Regions from separate parts of the Mus musculus genome. Here region 2 is linked to region 1. The links are chromatin contacts, called in public capture Hi-C maps. All regions are on one chromosome and are shown on one strand. The core of a region is the stretch at or near the end of the contact, and the rest is flanking DNA. Distances in the headings are between cores, read along the strand shown.

Evidence for each region. Capture Hi-C pulls out chosen DNA fragments and counts their contacts.
Region 2: a contact with region 1 is called in a capture Hi-C map of embryonic stem cells, with 5 times the contacts expected there. The contact joins the promoter of Zbtb45 here to the promoter of Zfp606 in region 1. A contact is called at or near these places in 9 of 39 promoter capture datasets (the 3T3-L1 cell line, cranial neural crest, embryonic stem cells and 4 more), 4 of 15 datasets of contacts at CTCF or cohesin (the NIH/3T3 cell line, embryonic stem cells, large pre-B cells and 1 more), 18 of 484 Hi-C or Micro-C datasets (the Ba/F3 cell line, CD4 T cells, cardiomyocytes and 9 more), 8 of 115 datasets of contacts at active chromatin or transcription factors (T-cell acute lymphoblastic leukemia, bone marrow-derived macrophages, cardiomyocytes and 3 more) and 4 of 9 other capture datasets (adipose tissue, embryonic stem cells, liver and 1 more).

Annotation. Positions count from the first base shown.
Region 1 is chr7:12,476,125-12,481,759 of GRCm38.p6, reverse strand. Zfp606 (zinc finger protein 606) reads right to left here and starts at 3,455. Exons shown (of 7, transcript NM_026112.4): 1 at 3,054-3,455; 2 at 2,014-2,096; 3 at 1,269-1,325; 4 at 734-825. The coding sequence starts at 2,044.
Region 2 is chr7:13,007,510-13,013,144 of GRCm38.p6, reverse strand. Zbtb45 (zinc finger and BTB domain containing 45) reads left to right here and starts at 3,293. Exons shown (of 3, transcript NM_001360833.1): 1 at 3,293-3,509; 2 at 4,816-5,635. The coding sequence starts at 4,816.

The DNA of each region.
Region 1 (5,635 bases), core at 2,206-4,705:
TACCAGTCACAGAGTTCACCCCAGATCTTTAACATACCCGTGGAGCTTCAGGCAGGCCAGACAGCTGCTTACCAGGATGTGCCCACCTGATGCATTGCTTTTACCTCTTTGCTTATTAGTCAAGGTAACGTCCCCCTTCACAATTCTGTAACCCCACTGACCTCTATGCAGACTATGTCTCATCTCTCAAGGCATCGGTGGACTGAGCTGTAGCAGAGTTTAGGGCTTCCCTCCACATCTCAGGCTTCTTGTGTCAGAGCATGACTAGACCCAGGCTAACTGTAAAGTCTCATTAACCAAGTGTGCCACCTTAGAAAGTGGACTGTTAGGTCCTCTAGGTAAAGGCTTACACCTGTTCTTGTTCCCAGAGCAAGCATAGAGTATATTAGTATCCAGCCTGAATCTGATTCTGAACACGTAAGTAAGGAGTTTGGGGGAAGGAGTAAGGGTTGACAGCTAAAAATGGCTTTCATTCATCTCTCTCAGAAGAGCTGATGACAGAGATGTGTCTCAGCTCTGTGGAGAGGCAGGGTGACAGCAAAGCTCTGTATCATAGAAAACTGACTGGATTCCCATACCTGCATTCAGGAATCGCTAATTGGCTGACTCCTTGACCTATGCTGACTCCTTGACCTCTTGCTGCTGTAAATTAAGGAACAGTATCAACTAGGGTGGTCAGGGAAAACCCGGGAACACAGTGACCTTTCAAGGAAAAGCAGAAGTTCCATCTCACCTCGACTTGGGCTACTGGGAGCCCACCTGTCTTTCTTCCGTCCTCCTCAGCGCTTCCCTCCATGTGCCATGCTGGATCCTGAGGACACAGAGCTGTGAATAGAAAAAGAAGTCATGGAGGCACCACTTCCTAGCAGAAGTTCATCATGTACCCTATGGAAATGAGAAGTACGAGGCCCTGCTGCTGCTCCTACCATCACCAGTAAGGAAGAAAGCTACTTCTTTACCCCACAGATGAAGGAGATGGGTCTTGGAGAAGGTGACATGTGAATCCTCACAGCCTTTCTGGTCTGAGCCCTAAGTCTCTAGACACTAATTCTTGTGTTATCTGTCCTAGAGATGTCATCACCACACCACCCCTACACATACTGTTCTGACCCCTCTTTATTCCAGCTCTGTATTGAGAGCGGGACTACAAGCTCCCGTTCTAAAGAACCACTGGGTCACCAGCTCTGACCTCAGCTATGGCAGATCACTGAAGGAAGACGTTAGTACATGGCACCCGACACAGCTGAGGGTACAGGTTCTTGACTCACCCCAGGAGACAGAAGGCTCAGGAGCTGCCATCCCCCAAGACTGGTCCATGAGGGTACCTACAGAGAAGGATCAGATTATGACTGTGGTACAAAACAGTGACTAAATGTAACACAAGAAAAAAGGAGCATGACAAAGTCCTACACAGAACCCAAGGGCATCTAAAAAACAATCCAACATAAGCTGGATCTGCATAGGAGACACCTGTAGACTGTAGACTATGATCTAACAACAAGGCAATGAAAAACAGAACCCTCTGAATGGCTGAATACGTTTCTGATAAGATGTATCACCACCTAATTCTTAATTTTAAGTAGGATACTGCCTTGATGTCTATGGTGATGAAAACAAAGATAAAACTATCACATATCATTATTAACATTGTTTTAAAAATACAGATTAATATTAATAAGTGAAATACAGTATTAACGGTGAAAAACACAAGAGAACTAAAAACATTTTGACTGTATATATTGTCTTCAAAAGAGTTCTATGAGTTACTAGAATATCTTATAGAGGTCCGTTTTAGAAGCTGACTATCAAATATACAAAACTTACCTTGTTGTTTACGAATACATTTCCTCTTAACGACTACCCTGTTCTAATTTTGTACCAAGACAGCTAGACTGTCTATTATCTCCCAAAGCTGGCAGCCCTTTCTCAGCCCTGACCTACAGTAAGCCTCCTGTAGGGAAAGGTGCAGAGGAAAAAAAAAAAAAAAAAAAAAAAAGCAAGATTTGGACTCACCCCAGGAGGGCCATGGGTTGATGGCAGCCATTCCTGAGGATTAACCAGCCAGGGTCCTGCCCAGGAGCACTGCAAGTATCAGCCTAGAGACAAAGCGAAGAAAAAAAAAAAAAAAAAAAAAGGCAAAATTGGTCCAGTCTCACAAAAAGTCCAGCGAGAACAAAAACAAAGAGAACACATCCACAAAGTTAACAAGACCCCTAAGAAGCATGATAAAAACAAACAAACAAAAAAACCGCGCGCGCACACACACACAAACACACACACACACATTGTGCAGTAAGTGGAGCACAAGTAATACCAGCAATGGGGAGGCAGACAGGAGAATCCCTGGGAATTTCTGACAAGTCAATAGAGTGGAATTAGAAGCTTCCTGGTTCAGAAAGAGACCCTGTCTCAAAGCCAAGATAGAGAGCCACTGAAGAAGATACCTAATACTAACCACATAGTTATCACTGACACAGACACACTTTGGGATAAAGTGTGATCGTCTGCAAAGGTTAAAGCCAAACAACAGCCATCACCACCTGCAAGATCTTCCAGACTCAAGCCCATCGATCCCCTCTCCCCTCCCGTAGTCGCGTCAGAGACAAAAAAAAAAAAAAAAAAAAAAAAAAAAGTCTAGAGTCAGACCCCACAAATGCATGGATTCCGGGTCTTTGTGTGAGGTCCGCAACCGCTTGGTACTGAGTTTGGTACTAAGCACTGGCACACTTACAGAGAGAGACTCAGATACCCTAGGATTTGAGTCAAACAAAGCTCAAGGCAAGCAAGTTGTAAGAATCCTACACCCCCCCCCCCCCCCCCCATAACTCAAGGCAAGCAAGTTGCAAGAACCATGCACGCACACCCTAACGGGACAGCACACACACACCCTCTTGTCACTTCAAATTTAAAAGAACCTGAGCCTTTCCCAAGTCAGGTTTGACGCCCTTTACAGATCTTTGCTTGGAAGGGACCGGTTAAGAGCCTGGCTCTCCTTCAGGGCCTCCGCAACCAGGTCGCTCCAGGCGCTGGTTTCAGCAAGCTTCCCGCCTTACCTGGCTCGCGGCCACTGGCCCTGATTGCACTGCGGCTGAGCTGGCTCGGGGCTGCTGCACCGAGCGTCTGGCTTCTGTCCTGCACCGAGACAACGTCCCAGGCCTGGCCGACTCGGCCCACTAGGGCCGGCCTTTCCCAGTCTGTAGAAACAGCGCACCCAGACCCGGGACCTGGAGGGTCGAGGGCAATGGGGGCACCGAGTCGGCGAGAGAAGAGAAGGCACCCGTTGCACCCCGGCACTGAGCCAGCCCTGGCCGCAGGCGCCGCTTCTCCGTGGCCGTTCCAACGACCTGCCAGGCTCTCCGTGACAACGACATCGGTAGCCCTTCGGTCCGGAATAAGGCCTTACTTTGGCCGCGGACAATGGCGGCCGCACCCCCCAGAGTCGACCAGGACACACCGCGAGGACTATTGGGAGTTGTAGTTTCAAAGAGACGCGCTTCTCGCTGCTACCGGAAGTCGGCCAAGGCCATTTTCAGAGCCTATTCTTCCCAAGTACCGCTCTTGAAGCACCCAGACTCTTAGGTTCCGCTTGTTTCCGAGGCCTAGAAGGGCGGTGGTTCTCTCATTTGCCATCACTCCCCAGGTGATGACAGCAGGATAGTTTGGTAGGCCAGGACCTCAGTTTGAGTCTCAGTAAAATTGCAGCTCAAGCAAGGTAGCTACTTTAAAGTCGGAGCTTGATGAGGGTGAGTGATCTCTAGGAAGCACTTCCCTCAACCTTGACAAAATTGAGAACGTGGTTGTTATTATACCTTTATTTTATTTTTAGACGAAGAACATAATTCTGACTGGCCCCTTGCATATGATTGTTGGAGATTAAATTTCAATGCATGAGTTTTGGAGGTGACAAAAATATACAAACCATAATCTTTATCTTCATTTTTGTTTCCTGATGCCTTTAGATCAAATATGACATGAGAGTTCAAACTTGAACAGAGCCATCAAGTCTTATTTTGGAACGTAAATTCATATCCTGTTTTATACTGACATACTGAATTTTTTGAAACTGGCATTAAGTGATTGAATTTCATAAAATTTACCATCTTTAAAAGACAATAAAGGTTCTTTATTATCAGTCCCTGAAAATGTAAAGTGATAGCTTTGAACTAACTTTTCCCCTTTCCTTTTGTCTCTTGGTCTTAAGAAACGTCAGTTGCAAAAGGCATAGTAACTTGCAGTTTGAGACACTTCTTTGCTAGTATTTCTTGAGCAAATACATGTATCATTACTAAACCCTAAGAAACTGCAAATTTCTTTCTTCCATACAGTTACAAGAACAGAGAGATTTTCTGCACAGACTTAAAATAACAAAGTCAAAGATCTTTAGGTAGTATTAGTATAAAGAAAACAAAACAGGGTGTTTGGATTGAGATTTTGGGGAGAGGCACTCAGAGGTGGCTGGTATCCAAAAGTGATATTGTGTTCAGATCTGAAAGAAAAGAAACCACCTAGTGACTGTATGAGGAAGACATCTTTAAGCATAGAGAACAGCAAGTGTTAAGGCCTCAAAGCCAAATTGGCCTTTTCCTGTTAGAGGAGATTGGAGTCTAGGAGTAGGAGTGAAATGAGATGAGCTTCAGGGTACAGAGGCAGCATCAGGGGGTGGTGCATTAAGGTGGTTTGAGGAAACTGAGGCAAGTCCCATTGTTCTCTAAGTTGTGAACTATGGTTTGAATTTTATTCAGGTAACAAGAGGAAGCCAGTGAAGGACATGTAGAGACCTGATATGAAAATCTAAAGAGTAAGAGACTACCAATGCCAGCTCTATTATACTATACCCAGCAAAACTTTCAATCAGTAGAGATTGAGAAAAAAAGATATTATTTATTATTAGATATTTTCTTCATTTACATTTCAAATGCTATCAAAAAAGTCCCCTATACCCTACCCCCGTCCTGCTCCCCTACCCACTCACTCCCACTTCTTGGCCCTGGCTTTCCCTGTACTGGGGCATATAAAGTTTGCTAGACCAAGGGGCCTCTCTTCCCAATGATAGCCAACTAGGCCATCTTCTGCTACATATGCAGCTAGAGAATGAGTTCTGAGGGTACTGATTACTTCATATTGTTGTTCCACCTATAGGGTTGCAGACCCCTTCAGATCTTGGGTACTTTCTCTAGCTCCTCCATTGGGGGCCCTGTGTTCCATCCTATAGATGACTGTGAGTATCCACTTCTGTATTTGCCAGGCACTGGTAAAGCCTCACAGGAGAGAGCTATATCAGGGTCCTTTCAGCAAAATCTTGCTGGCATATGCAATAGTGTCTGCATTTGGTGGCTGATTATGGGATGGATTCCCGGGTGGGGCAGTCTCTGTATGGTCCATCCTTTCATTTTAGCTTCAAACTTTGTCTTTGCAACTCCTTCCATGGATATTTTATTCCCTATTCTAGGGAGGAATGATGTATTCACAAGTTGGTCTTCCTTCTTGAATTTATTGTGTTTTGGAAGTTGTATCTTGGGTATTCTAGGTTTCTGGGCTAATATCCACTTATCACTGAGTGCATATCAAGTGACTTCTTTTGTGATTGGGTTACCTCACTCACGATGATATCCTCCAGATACATCCATTTGCCCAA
Region 2 (5,635 bases), core at 2,044-4,543, 530 kb before region 1:
TGTTTGTTTCTAATGGATGATCCTGGATTGTTTGGGTAACTCCAGAGTAATAAAAGGAATTCTTAGAGGCAGATACTTAAAGTAGAAGGATCCAGAAGCTTAGAAAGGGTTAGGCATGTGACAGAATGAGGGGGCAGAAACATGACGTGCACCCTAGTCAACAAGCAGGAAAGCCGGCACCTCAGGCATACAGCTGCGTAGAGCTAGATTTGCCGGCAACCCGATGACCAACAGTGAACTTTTCTCTGGCACTTTCACATAAAGTTTGCCTGCCACTGTGAGGTGCAAGGATACTCATTTCAGGTATTAGTTTTTCTGAGGGCTGGAGATGATCCTAAATTGGGATCTCCTATACTGCATGAAATAAGGAAAAGCATACAGGTTCTACACAAGTTCCAGGGCAGCAAGGACTACATAGTGAGACCCTGACTTAAAAATAAATAAATTAGGGTAAATTTCAAATCAAAACAAAACAAAACGACCAAACAAACCCAAGAAACAGACAACAAAAAGCCCACAGCACAAATCAATCTAAAAAGCCACCAAGGTCTCAGCCCTGAGGGAATTTTCTCCAGCCCCTTTTGAATTTTTTTTGGTTTTGTTTGTTTTTGTTTTTCCGAAACAGGATTTCTTTGTGTAGCCCGGGCTGTTCTAGAAGGCTGTAGACCAGGTAGACTAGAGTGGCCTGGAACTCACAGTGATCTGCCCACCTCTGCTCAGGAGTGCTGGGGTTAAAGGCATGTGCCACCCTGGGTAGATTTGGGAGGATGGTTTTAGATTTCGAACTCCTTCTTCTCAGATTAACTTGATGATGCTTATAGGCCTATAATGTAAAGCTCAAAGGCAGCCCAGGATAGGGCTGTGCCTGTGTGTTACTATAGGAGGCTCCAAGATGGAGGATACAATTTACATGACAGAAGATTAAGAAGCCTCAAGATAAGGAGAGCCTGGTGGCATAGCAATCTAATAAGAAGGTGAGGGAAGCTGGGCATGGTGGCGCAAGCCTTAATCCCAGCACTTGGGAGGCAGAGGCAGGTGGATTTCTGAGTTCGAGGCCAGCCTGGTCTACAAAGTGAGTTCCAGGACAGCCAGGGCTATACAGAGAAACCCTGTCTCGAAAAACCAGAAAAAAAAAAAAGGAAAAAAAAAATGTGAGGGAACCACATGGGCACAGAGAAGGGTCCATTTGCTGAGGAGAAATGAGCAAAGAGAAAGGCTGTCCAGTGTGAAGGGAGTGATTTAGCGGGCGAAGGCAAAGTCTCTTTCTATCTATCTTTCTTTTTAAAAAAGATGTATTTATCATTATATCTAAGTACACTGTAGCTGTCCTCAGATGCACCAGAAGAGGACATCGGATCTCATTAGGGATGGTTGTGAGCCACCATGTGGTTGCTGGGATCTGAACTCAGGATCTTCGGAAGAGCAGTAGGTGCTCTTACCCATTGAACCATCTCTCCAGCCCGCAAGATCTCTTTCTTGGGCTAAGAATCTTAAGAGATAAAGGTGCCAGACCATTATGCTTGTCATTTTGCTGTTAATCCATCCTTCCTTCCTTCCTTCCTTCCTTCCTTCCTTCCCCTCTGTCTCTCTCTTTTTAAAAAGATTTATTTCCTTAATGTATATATGAGTATACAGTAGCTGTCTTCAGACACACCAGAAGAAGGCATCAGACCCCATTACAGATGGTTGTGAGCCACCATGTGGTTGCTGGGAGTTGAACTCAGGACCTCTGGAAGAGCAGTCAGTGCTCTTAACTGCTGAGCCATCTCTCTAGCCTGCTATTAATTATTTCAACCCAGGATCTCATGCATGCAAGCAATTGTCCCAGCTCATTTACTTGGGTGTTTTTTATTGTTTTTGTTTTGTTTTGCTAAGCAGGTTCTTATGGTTGAGGCTGTCTTAAACTCCCATTCGTCCAGCTTCTCCCTCTCAAGTAATAGGATTACAAGCATTCCTAGCTGTTAAATTTTGAGGGTCCCCCCCCTCCTATAGCATCCTATGTAACCCAGATTGGGCTCAACTCTGATATCTGGGGGGTGACCTTGAACTTCTGACGCTCCTGCCTCAACCTCTGAGGTTTTTTTTTTTGTTTTTTTTTTTTTTTTTTGGTTTTTCGAGACAGGGTTTCTCTGTATAGTCTTGGCTATCCTGGAACTCTCACTTTGTAGACCAGGCTGGCCTCGAACTCAGAGATCCTCCTGCCTTTGCCTCCCAAGTGCTGGGATTATAGGCATACGCCACCACCGCCTGGCTTCCCCAGACTTTCAAACACACATACAACACAGCTACCCAGCATGGGTCCAGGATGGGGAACAAAACATCCTGACATCTTCCTCATGCGGCACCACCCACTAGATTCCTCAGTACCATTCACACGGAGGCCCAGAGCTCTATGCCTCTCTTTTGCCTTACATAGTGGTTGATTGATTGCCCCAAGAACAGAGGGGAAGGGAAGGCCAACCCACCACTTGAGAGGTTTGGTTCATGGGTGTCTTGGACAACAAAAGGACCACGTAGGAGCCCCGCTTGGACAACTCTCTGGCTGTTCTCTCCCTCTACGCACTTAGTCCCTGCTCCTTGGTATCTGACTACTTCCGAGCCCACTTCGTGTCCTACATTCTATTCTGATCTGTGGCCAAGCTGGGGTTCTTCAACCATTCATTTATAGAGCAGCGAATTCCCGAGAGTCTGGGTGGGGTGAGGTGGGAGCACCGAATGAGGAGGCTTCCTTGGGAAGGTGGGCCTGTGTTCTTTAGATGACTGCAGGGAAGCTCTGCAAAGCTTCTTCATCTGGGGTGCGAGCAGAAGTGACTCAAGAGAAACTTCTCGGGGCTGAAGAGATGGCTCAGCGGTTCACTGCCATCGGTAATGGGAGCTGATGCCCTCTTCTGGTGTGTCTGAAGAGAGTTAATAATGTACTCGCATAAAATAAATAGAAAATAAATAAATCGAGAGAGAGAGAGAGAGAGAGAGAGAGAGAAACTTTTCCCGTGTAAGAGAAAAGCCACCTGGGAGAAAAAAAAAAAGCCTCTGGATTCCATCCAGCGCCCTCTCCAGACCCGCTGAGAGTACTGAGGGCGTGGCCCGAGGAGTGATTGACAGCTCGCTCGGATCAGCCTGGAGACGACGGACTCCTGCTCCTTCTGCCTACTGATCCCCAGCTCTTCGGTCCCCAGCTTCTGCGATTTTGGTTGTGGCGCGGACCAGACCGGAAGTTCTGCTCAACGACTGCCTAGTCTAAAGAGGAACACCGGAAACGTGCTCCCGACTATCGTTCCGCCTGTGCCGAGGCTATCTGTTCCGCTTCAGCGCCCGGAAGTGCGGCCTTCAAGTTGACAAGCAGGAGGACCTGCAGGACCTGCTGCCTGAGGAGTCGGAGGTGGGGTCGAGCGGGCATCCCCCTGCCTCAGAGTCCCAGAGAAGGCTGGGGCGTGCCAGGAGCGGCACGCCTGCGTGAGGATCGGTGTGCACGTTGCGAACACAAGAGGGCGCTGCAGGATCGGGGCAGGGTGCGGAGGCGGGAAACTGGGGGTAGATGTAGCGGGCCTGAAGGGGACTCTGGCATAGATAGGGTGGGAGTGAGACAGGCTGATGGAACAAGGTGCATGGCATGGGTGAGGGAGTTGTAGCGAGAATGCTGTAGGAGATGTGGGAGAGTGTGCCTTTGTTCTGAGGCATTCAGGAAGGTTCTGCTGCATCTGAGGAGTCCGGGCGTTCGAGAAGTAGGGTATGGATGGGGTTGAGGAAGAGTTATGGGTTGGCATATTATTTGAAAAAGGAGGCCGCTTGGCAGAGACAGGTTCAAAGCCTTGGTGGGTTTGAAGAATTAATTCATCATCATAGAGGTCCCAGATAAACCCGGTTCGCAGGCTCCCTCTGGCGGCCACGTGAGGGAAAGGCCTGGAGGTGGGAGTGTGGAAGGGACCCTGCATGGCGACTTCCAGTAGGCCAGGCCAGTGGTAACTGACACAATGTGTGCAATACTCCGAGAGAAAGGGAAGGGTGTTTTTGTGTTAAGGATCTAGAATCGTTGAGTCTGAGATCTCAGTAGTCCTTTTGTAAGGGGCAGGATTAAATGGGGCCCTGCTCTGGGTCTGTCCTAGAGAGACAGGCTGGTGGTCAGGGCGAATCCTGAATCTTGATTCTCTTCCCTTAGAGCAGTGTATGCAATCTGATCCAAGGGAAACACCCTTGTTTGCTGAATAAGGAAACAGGCCCAGAGACCTGGAGATATTTGCTTGATGGGTTAACTGACAATTCTGATTCCCAGCTCCTTTGCGGAGGGCGTGTGTGTGTGTGTGTGTGTGTGTGTGTGTGTGCGTGTGCGTGTGTGTGTGTGTGTGTGTGTGTGTGTGTGTGTGTGATGGAAGAATCTGTCTTCCCTCAGTATGATTAGTGCCAGGATGATAGTCTCGGGTTCATAAGAACTATGGGGATTGCTAAACAACACTGAATTTCAGCTTGCTGGCCTTTCACATCACTGGTGCATTTTCAAAGCCCAAAGTTAGCACCTCTCAGGTGATGCAAAGAAGAAACAAGGTTGCAAAGGCCTTGTTATATGTACTGTTTATTTGCTTCCCTTGGGTATGGCAGGCACAAATCCTCAGCCTCAAGGGGTGTTCCTAAATGATTCGGCCAGGAGGCAAGTTGCCTCCCCACCCTTCTGAAAACCTCCACATAACAGTAGTTAATGGGACCTGGTTCTTGAGGTAGTCATAGATCTGCTTGGGGCCTTCGTGGTACTAGGATATGGAAATCTGACTAGGGTAGACTAGAAAAGAAAACAGCCATCCGCATTGTCTCCTCCTCTTGCAGATGGCAGCCACAGAGGCAGTGCACCACATCCACCTACAGAACTTTTCGCGCTCACTACTGGAGACCCTCAATGGGCAGAGGCTAGGCGGTCACTTCTGTGATGTGACCGTGCGCATCCGTGAGGCTTCTCTGCGTGCTCACCGCTGTGTGCTGGCCGCTGGCTCACCCTTCTTTCAGGATAAACTGCTGCTCGGCCACTCAGAGATTCGTGTGCCACCAGTGGTGCCTGCGCAGACAGTGCGCCAGCTGGTCGAGTTCCTTTACAGCGGCTCGTTGGTGGTGGCACAGGGCGAAGCGCTGCAGGTACTCACTGCAGCGTCGGTGCTTCGCATCCAGACCGTCATTGACGAGTGCACACAGATCATCGCTCGTGCCCGTGTCCCCAACACCCCGGCGCCTGCGCCTCTGCCACCACCCGTGCCCCCTCCACTAGCACCCGCGCAGCTGCGCCACCGTCTGCGCCACTTGCTGGCCGCCCGCCCCCCGGGTCATCCCAACGCCGCGCACAGCCGCAAGCAGCGCCAGCCCGCGCGTCTTCAGCTACCTGCACCCCCAGCACCCATCAAGGCTGAGGGGCCTGATGCGGAGCCAGCGCTGACTGCCGCGCCTGAAGACAGAGGTGAAGAGGATGACGATGAGGAAACGGATGAAGAAACCGACGCTGAAGAAGGTGAAGGAGGCGGCGGCGGCCCGGGTGAGGGCCAGGCTCCCCCTGCCTTCCCCGACTGTGCAGGGGGCTTCCTTACCACTGCAGCTGACAGCGCTCGAGAGGATCCCCCTGCATCCACTGGCATCACTGATTATGGTGGTGCCGGGAGAG